Regions from separate parts of the Capra hircus genome. Here region 1 is linked to region 2. Evidence: chromatin contacts called from public Hi-C data. All regions are on one chromosome and are shown on one strand. The core of a region is the stretch at or near the end of the contact, and the rest is flanking DNA. Distances in the headings are between cores, read along the strand shown.

Region 1 (4,665 bases), core at 1,299-3,798, 59 kb after region 2:
AAAAAAAGAATGATATTCTGACACAAATAATAAATAAAAATCAAAGATTAAAAAAGAATGAAGAAAAAGACACGCATCTCTGTGTGAACCTTCAGGGTCCAGCCTCCAGCCTCCTGGTGCCGATGAGCACGTACAAGACTGGCAGGACTGAGGAGGGACCGAGCATCTGAACTGCTCATTTTAGTACATTTAAAATTGAAGCAGCTGAAAATATTTTCCCATCAAACACAGCTTTGTTGTTTTGATTAGAACGACTTATTACTGTAGCTGTAGAAAACAGAGTCTATGATGGAGATGTGTCGTAAACGAAATGTATACACTGGATTTCAAAGACTTACTAGGGAAAAAAAGTAAACTATCTTAATATATATTAATATATATACTTACATTATTTGTTCAAATAGTATTATTTTGGCTATCAGGTCAAATAAAATAATTATGAAAATCAATTCTTCTTTCTAATGTTTTTCTTTTAAAAATTTTCATGTGGTCACTTAGAAAACTTATATAAATGGCTTAGATTGAATTTCTGCTGGCAGCGCTGCCATACAGGATATTCTTTGTCCTTAGGCTGCTAAACTCAGTTGCTGTGGTAACTAAAGGGGCCTCCTGGCTCAGGGTTTCCTGGAATACAGGGGGGTGACGCGGGGGAGGGGAGGCAGGACTCATGGGAAGGTTTTTTTGGAAGTCACGTTTCACTCATCGCCAGTTTTCTCCACTAACAGCCAGACTGAATAATACCTTCATTTAGTGGTGATAATTTTGTAACGTATATAAATATCAAACCAGGTGTGACTGAGTTCTCTTCTCTGTCCACCTGAAACTATCACAACATTGTTAATCGGCTATACTCCAATATAGAAGAAAAAGTTTTAAAAAATAAAAACAAAAAACTTTTACCCCCCCCAAAATAATAAAAAATACCGAATCAGTATGTTGTACACCTAAAACTAATATAAAAATGTCAGTCAATTATACTTCAGTTGTTTTTTTTTTTTATCCTCATTTAAGGACAGACCACATGAGGTGGTTTGTTTCAGGCCCAGTAGTGCCAGTTTGGATTCCAGGTGCCCAACCAAAACCCCAAAGGAAGATACACTATCAGCAGTGACTCCTCCAGCCAAATTCTACCTCTTCACCTGTTTCTGCCACCCCGTCCCCTCTTCCCCCGGCTGGGGTTGCTAGGCTACAGATTAATAGGCATTGGGAACTTGACTATTGATAATTTCTCACCATAAAGGCCTGATATAATTGCTCACCCAACTCTTTAACTACAACTAAACTGTCCCCCTTCCTTTACTCTCACATGGGAGTCACTTCACTGGCCTTTTATTTTCCTTCATCTTCCTCTGCTCTCATTTTCCTTCTATCTTTTTCCTCCTCATCTTGCTCACTTCTCTTGTATGGCTTGGAAATCAGATGTGTATCTCACGCTTTTCTCTCACAGCCTAGAAGGAATAGGCTGTTGGCAGTTCTCTCCAGCTGTGTAAGAAGCAGTTGCCCTGGTCCCTCTTGAATGTTTTAAGTGGAAGAAGGGGAGCACCGTCGATTCCTGAGGGCCTGGACTTTTTGATCTTCTCTACTGATGAATCCCCAACTTCTTTCTGATACACAGTTTGTGCTCTGCAAATAAAATACCTGTTTAATGGATCCTTACAGTTGTTCTCTCTCTAGATGCTGTCAACATGGGACTAGGGGCAAAACACTGCAGAGTGGGTGGGATTCAGCTGGGTGGGAAGCTGGTGAACAACATTTTCAGGAGTGTAGATTGTGTCCCAGGCCAGCTGATTCTCTGCTTCCTGGAACCCAGGAAGAGTTGGTTTGGCTCCTGGATATTCAGGTTTTCGAAACCAGGAGAGACTATGCTAAGTCAGAGGACAAGTGGAGCCAAAAGCTCATCCAATTCTTCCTTCTTTGGCTTTCCTTCTCCAGACTGTCCTTCCCTCCCCTCCAAGATTGTAGACACAGCCTGCAATCAAAGAGCAGCTGATAAAGTCATAGGATTATGAATGTTTTCTGTTCACATCCAGCGACCTTTGCCGAATATGGATAGCCTTTATTCTCACCTTTTTACGGATTGATTCAATTCTGAGCCCTTGCGAGAGCAAAAAATAAAGTGTATCTGCCCTCCCTCCAGGCTTTTTCTGGTAGCATTTTGTCTGTGAAACGTGCTCTTAAAACGGGGAAGGAGGAGAAGCTTTAAAAAAAAAAATTGAGTAGGGTGGGGGCAGGATGTGGTTTTCAAAAGCAGGCTTGAAGGGTGGGTTGGGGGGTGTTGCCTAGGGAGGGGGCAGTGTTTGAGGTCTACACTTACGAGGAGCTCCAAAGATTGGAGGCGGGTAGGGTGGGGCTGGGGGCTTGTCTCCCGGGCTCCGCCCTCTCCGAAGCTTATATAGGCGCATGAGATATAGGCTCCGCTACTGAGGACCTGGAGGAAAACTTGCCGCCGATAGAGGACATTTTGGAGGTTTTGCTGCCTGGAAGAGGGGTCTCTGGAGTCCCACTCCTAGATCTTTATCGAAGATTTGAAAAGAATTAAATTAGGGCCATGGGGACCACGAAGGTAAGAGCGATACGGTTACCGGTTATTTTTGCCGGCTTGGGTTGCAAGCTATACCGGCGTTGGCTGGAAGCCTTTTCCATTGCTCTCCCAGCCTGCAGTGCCGCACTTCCACAATTCTTTTCGGATGTCATGTCCTATAAAGGATTTATCCCAGTTCCATTCACCTTCTTGGTGTGGGAAAAGTCACCTGGAGAAGTTGTTTGTATTACACACATGGGTGTGTGTGTTTGTGTTTTCTTTAATACAATTACATGCTTTTGAGGATGTGAAGTTGAGCGTTCAGGGGATTGGGGGCGTATGGTGGTGTTGATGCTTTAGACCTTGAAAAGACCTGAGGTTTGTTTTGGGGGTGCCGGGTCGGTGTCCAGCCATCATCTGTTCTATGACTTGTGGGATTCCCTGAATTACCTAAGGACAGAGAATTCCATGATTGTAACCGCACAGTATATTAATGTATTATTGAGTGTTGTGGATGCGGTATTTGCTGGGAGAAGGGCATTTTCACTAAGGTAATTTATCTGAAAATAAAAGATGGGAGAGGGGATGAAAAAGTAGGAAGGCCCTCAGGAGTTAAATGATGAGAGAAAATAAGAGGTTTCTACTGAAAGGAGTGAATGAAGTAGAAAGCGCTGCCCCCGCTGGCCTCGGCGGTACTTAGATGCCGGTGGAGGCAAGGTCAATTTGGGGAACTGTTAACTCGAGGCCTGCCACTGCCTGACTTGATAGGGAAGGAGTTTAAGATGAGACAGGGTTGGCGGGGGCGGGGAGCTCTCAGGCATAAAAATTGAGCTCTCTTGGGGTGGAAATTAAGATCACACCTACTAGGATTACCCCGACAAGGTGAGTGATGACTGGGTTGATTTCAGCACAGCCCCCTCACAAAATGTCTCCATTTTGGATTGGGAGTCAGCTTGTTCTCGCCCCCTGGTGGGTGGGTGGGGGATAGCAGTACCTCTTTAAGGGAACGGGAAGAATTTCAGATGGGACCAAGGAAGGGTACGGTGGTACGGCGGGCGGATCCTGCAGATTCTGTGACCCAGAGTTGCGAGCAGCCTGGTGATGACGACACGTCAGTACCACTCGTGCTTTTGTGGAATTTGGGGTACGGGTGAGCCTACACCGGCTCCAGCTGGTCGCAGAATAATCTGTTCTCGACAATCCTAAGGCTTTGCTGCCTGCCCTCAGTTTTTTCTATCCCTAAGCACAATTCTGTGCTTGCCTGGGGATTTATTTACCTGGGGCTGCTGTTTGAATACTTACAAACGGACTAACCCAGTTCTCCTAACTTGTCCCTTCCAAAATTTTCTTTCCAGAATTTCCCCAGGTTTACTCTTCATGATCATCTATATCACCAGATAAGCTCTTCAGTGCTTTTGTGTTCCTTATTCACTACCTAAACGTTAAGTTGTTGTTTTCATACTACCAACCAGCTGAGTTCTAGTACATAAATCTCTTGTTTTTTAATTTTCTTTTTTTAAATTTTATCTTCATGGTATTTCTCTTTTAAATTATGAAAGTATAATAACACATTTACAGGAGACTTGGAAAATACAGAACAAAGTTACATATAGTTCCACTATATATTAAAATTTTTTTCAGTAGATATGTCAAGATTTTTAGCTGGAATTTTCAATATCAAACTCAAAAATTAATAGAATGAATATACAGAAAAGTAAAAGAATGTGGTAGACCTGAAAAGCACTATGAACCAGTTCAACCTAATGAAGATTTATACAATTTTCAGATAACAGCAGAATACAAATTCAAGTTCCCAGAGACTGTAAACTGGGAGGCACTGGAACATATCCGGGGCATAAAACAAGGTGCAAAAATCTCATGGTGTGTTCTCCTTACTAAGAGCCAGTCATGGATCAAGAATTTTAAGGAATGTTCTTCTCTACCCTCCCCCCAGGTCACCACACCTCTGATCTTCGCCATCTCAGTTGCTACCATAGGCTCTTTCCAGTTTGGCTACAACACTGGAGTCATCAATGCTCCTGAGGCGGTGAGTGCCAGGCAACAAGAGTTTTGAGTTGGGAATGGGGAAAGTATTCCTTTAGGTAGGGTTTCCAGAATTATCATGCTTAGACAGACTTGGTAGC
Region 2 (4,713 bases), core at 615-3,114:
TCGCTTTCAGCACCATCTTTATGAAAAAGGCAAGAATCTTTAAAATGGACACCTTGATACCCACCCTGCTTGAGAAATAGAATCTCATATGTATTGTAAGAGTCTGCCAACATCTCACCTTCTCAGAAGCATCTACTTTTTTGAAGTCTGTCTTTATCTAAAGGAGAGTGTTGTTAAGGGATCTGATGGTATTGATCTAGTAGAAAGGGAAATGTGATGATATAAGGGAAATGTGTTTAGGATGAAATTCTTGAGTAAGGTGAGAGGGAAAGGAGTCAGTTCTGTGGTGGAGGGACCAGCCTTAGCCGGTGGGTGGTGGTTGTCCAGTCGCTCAGTCGTGTCCCACTCTGTGCGACTCCACAGACTGTAGCCCACCAGGCTCCTCTGTCCATGGGATTCTCCAGGCAAGAATACTGGAGTGGGTTGCCATTTCCTTCTCCAGGGGATCTTCCTGAGCTGGGGAGCAGGAGACAGTTCATCCATTTCAACAAGAAGCAAGCTGAGAGTGTGGATACTGATTCAGGTATATTTGATAGTGAATTAGAATGGTGAGAAATTTCTTTTGTTTTTCAAAGAAATAAGAAATGAGATTATCAACTCAGTGTGAAAAAGGACAAGGAGATCTTGGAAATTTGAGGTGGGAGGAAAAGGTGTGAAATTGTTTTCTTACACAATAGGGAGTGAATTTGGGAAAATAAAGCTTTGCAGAGCAGTTCGAGAGCTCACTTGAGATTATCATCTAATTCAATGTGATACCAGTAAGCATGGTTGCAGGTTTTTCTCCAGTTATATTTATTTAGTTAGTGAATGCAAGCAAGCAGAGTAACTAGAGTTGGATTTAACCAAGGGTTGGGGTTTTACCCAGGAATATAACAGGAGGGAGAAAAGTGTTAAGGAGTTGCAAGTTTTTGCAAAGGAGTGCTTATAGTGATGAATCTAACCATTTAAGTTGGGGGATATGGAAAGTAAAAATAGAAGGGTGATGAAGTGAAAATTTAATAGAGTTAATAACTGAGAGATCCTGCTCCTATTAAGAAACGGTTCAAGGAGAATTCCCTGACCATCCAGTGGTTAAAACTGCCTTTCAATGCAGGGGGTGCGGGTTTGATCAGGGAGCTAATAAGATCCCACATGCCTCATGGCCAAAAAATGAGAACAGAAGCACTATCAATTTCAAGAAAGACTTTAAAAATGGTCCACATTAAAAAAAAAAAAAAATTGTTGGAGAGGCCATGATCAGTGTGAGATTCAAGAAACAGAGGTTTGGGAAGAAAAGCATTTATTTTTAATGACTCAGGCTAGGGTGTCACCATGAAAATGAGTGCGAGGTGGACTGGAAAATAGGATGATTGGAAATGAGCGGATAAGGAACTGAGGCCAACACAGGGCTGAATTGTTTCCAGGGATGATGCAGCCACTAGGAATGATGACAGCAGGCGTTGTGTAACCAGGAGAATGAGTCAGGTTTTCAGATTTCCAGGGAATGAAGGGAAGTGGCCCAGGGGATCACAGACTGCAATATCCTGATGGCACACACTTCAGAGGCCCCGAGTCTTTGAGGGACTAGAGGAAGAGAAAGAGTTGGGATTAGGCAATGTGGCTCTCCAGGCCTTCCAGTGAAACAGCTGAACCCACGCTGAGACTTGTAGAGGAGTGGGGTCCTCTTCCTTGGAAGATCAAAAAAAAGAAATCATGACGTTTACGCTGGACTTTGAAAGATGGAATGAATTTTGAGAGAAATAGACGTGGAAAGATGTTTCCGAACAGAGATAAGGCCATGACCCCAGCGGAGGGAGCCAACGCTAGCGGTTCCGCCCTGGTGCCCCTGCCAAACGCCCGGTGTCGCCCCAGTCGCCTGGTAAACCGTCGACCGCTAGGTGGCAGTGTGTGCCTTTGGGGCACCCTCCCTGCTCTTGTGGGTTTACAGGAGGTGGAAATGAGAATCCAGCCGAGATGAGCTAATGATGGGTTGGTGTATTTAGTCAGGCTCGAGTGTGTGGTCCTAGAAGTGAATTGGCAGCGCCCGCAAAAGAAAAGAATAAACTTGAGAACGCTTTGATGTGATATAAGAATCAGAGAAAGGCAGAGACTTGGGCAGGGGTGTGTGTGCCCGAGCAACATGGAAGGAGAGACAGATACAGTAATCTGCGTTTTGGCTTGTTTACTCAGAAAATAACTGTCCCCCGCCCCCCCATCTACCCCCCCCTTCCACACACACACACACACACACACACACACACACACACACACACACACACACTCATTTTTAAGTTGATATCTAAAATGTTTTAATTACTTTCCGGGATTAGTTTCTGCTGTCTCGATGGGTTTCAGGGCTATTGTTAGCCTTTCTGGTACCTTTGTGCAGACTGAGAAAAGGGGTGCCTGGGCGGGGGGCGGGGGGGTGGGAAGCGGAATGGGCAGTTTTCTAGGGACCCTCCCTCTGTGCAGAGAAAACATGCCCCTCCCTCTGGTTGAGGAGCAGAGCTAGCCTGTAATTGCGGCTGTATTTCAGGCTCCCCTTGCCCCTAAATTACAACCATACATGGGGCTTCCCTGGCGGTCCAGTGGTTAAGACTTCACCTTCCAATGCAGGGGCTGTGGGTTTGATCCCTGGTTAGGGAACGAAGATCCCACATGCCTTGCGGTCAAAAAGCCAAAACATAAAATAGAAGCAATATTGTAACACATTCAGTAAAGACTTTAAAAAGGGTCCACATCAAAGAGGAAAAAAAAAACAAAAAAACAAAAACAAAAAAACACCACCTTTAAGAGCTTCCCTGGTGGCTCAGTGGTAAAGAATCAGCCTGCCAATGCTGAAGTTCCCCATGTGCCACAACTACTGAGCTTGTGCTCTACAGCCAGAGAAGTGCAACTGCTGAAGCCAACAAACCGCAGAGCTTGTGCACCAACTAGAGAGTGGCCTCCACTCGCTGCAACTAGAGAAAAGCCCCCACAGCAATGACCCAGCAGAGACAAAAATCAGAAAGGTAAAAAATAATCCTTTAAAAATAAAGATTTTTTAAAATAAGAAATTACAACCATATATGTGGGTTCCTGTAGAGTTTTTTAAACCTTTGATTACAAAGATAACTCATTCCATATGTAGAATTATCAACTGCATGACAAAGCCATTGTCCTTGGGCAAGCCAGTAAGCCAAATCATACTTGGTTTGTGTCAGAAAAATTCTGACTTTATTTCAAATAAAAATGTTAACTTCTGTCCTTGTACCAACCATCTTCTCAACTCAGACAGATGTTCTGGAACTTTGCTGAGGGTTTTTTTTTTTATTTTACCAGTTGATGCTTCTAAAACTCTAGCATGTTTAGGAGTCACTTGGAAGGCTTGGTGTTACTATGAGTTTTTTGGTCCCTACCTTTCAGAGAGTCTGACCCAGCAAGTCTGGAGTGGAACTGTCAGTTGTCACACCTAACAAGCCCCTAGGAGATGCTAAAGTCACCCATCCATGGATGGTCACCCTCTGAATATCACTGGGAAGACGCTTCCCCCTTTAATCATTCCCATTAATGCCATATTGACTGTCAGAGCTCTATCTCTCAGGAACTACGCACTCTTAAATTGTGCCTGTTGCACCGTAGTAAAAACTTAAGATGGGTTAGAGATAACCTTTTTTTTTTTTTTTTTTTTTTACAAAGTAGGAGAAAGCAGTGGAAAGGAAGATGAGAAAGAAAAAAAGGTCAACCAGGCATATTCTTAAGAAAAACAATTTTAGAAAACTCATGAAAGCTGAAGTCTTGGAAAGTTATTTTTATCAAAAATGGGTGGAGAAGAAAGGGAGGGATGACTAGGTGGAGCATAGAGGATTTCTGAGGCAGTGAAAGAACACTGTGTGATACCAGCATGCTAGATCTGAGTCATTATACATTTGTCCCAGCACATAGACTGTACGCCACCAAGAGTAAACGCTAATGGAAGCTATGTAGGCTTATCCACTGTAAGCAGTGTACCATTCTGGTGGGGGTGTTGATAATGTATTTTTTAAAAAGCCCAGTTTGAAGCTTACTGTAGTAAAATTGTGTGTGAAATATGACTAATTAATTACAACTTTTTTTTTTTAAGTCTGTGTATTTCATGTTATTAGGCTGATGTCTTAACAAAGAGCATTTACGGACTAGAAGGAACAGTGGTAAATGTGTAGGGTAAAAAGGACTCATAGCCAGATCAAAAATATGAAGCTGTGGGTATATCCCATGACCTATTTAGATTTCTTCTTATGGTCCCAGCATTGCCGATCAACCATCTGGGGAACAAGGGGGGGGTGGGCGGTCATCAGAAAACAAGCAGGAACTGGAGTTGACACAATTGCCTTCACAGGATGTAAAGATAGGTTGCCTAATGTAAAGAGTGGTAGTTAAGAGGTTATTCTGGGAAGTGATAGAGTGATGAAGTCATGCTACTTACTGGGCAAATGACGCTCACTGACTTCCCAAGCTACATATAGAGAAAAATGCCTTTGAGGAAAGTCTGCCTGTGGGATCAGCCGTTGCATGACCTCTGGTTCAGGGGATCCTGACTTTCCTGTGGTGCGTGGGACTCAGCACGGTGACAACTTCGTGCTTTACAGTTTTCAAAGAACTCGAATCTATATTATTTAATCTCCCAATAACTCCATGCCTGTCACCATTCGACTGATCAGACAAGGTCATGCAGTTGGGAATGGGCCTTTTGCTTTACACCATAAATGTTTTGAA

What was found. Hi-C and Micro-C count contacts between places; a contact is called where the count stands out from the background.
Region 1: a contact with region 2 is called in a Hi-C map of blood, with 6 times the contacts expected there. The contact joins the promoter of SLC2A3 here to the enhancer-like site in region 2. A contact is called at or near these places in 2 of 5 Hi-C or Micro-C datasets (both in blood).

What each region holds. Positions count from the first base shown.
Region 1 is chr5:99,836,423-99,841,087 of ARS1.2, forward strand. SLC2A3 (solute carrier family 2 (facilitated glucose transporter), member 3) reads left to right here and starts at 2,549. Exons shown (of 10, transcript NM_001285741.1): 1 at 2,549-2,563; 2 at 4,476-4,568. The coding sequence starts at 2,549.
Region 2 is chr5:99,777,922-99,782,634 of ARS1.2, forward strand. No RefSeq gene overlaps it. Among named protein-coding and RNA genes, the nearest start is that of FOXJ2, 30 kb to the left of the region's middle. Within about 2 kb of position 1,865, at least 5 of the 5 cell types and tissues checked have an H3K27ac peak or open chromatin away from gene starts, as enhancers often do.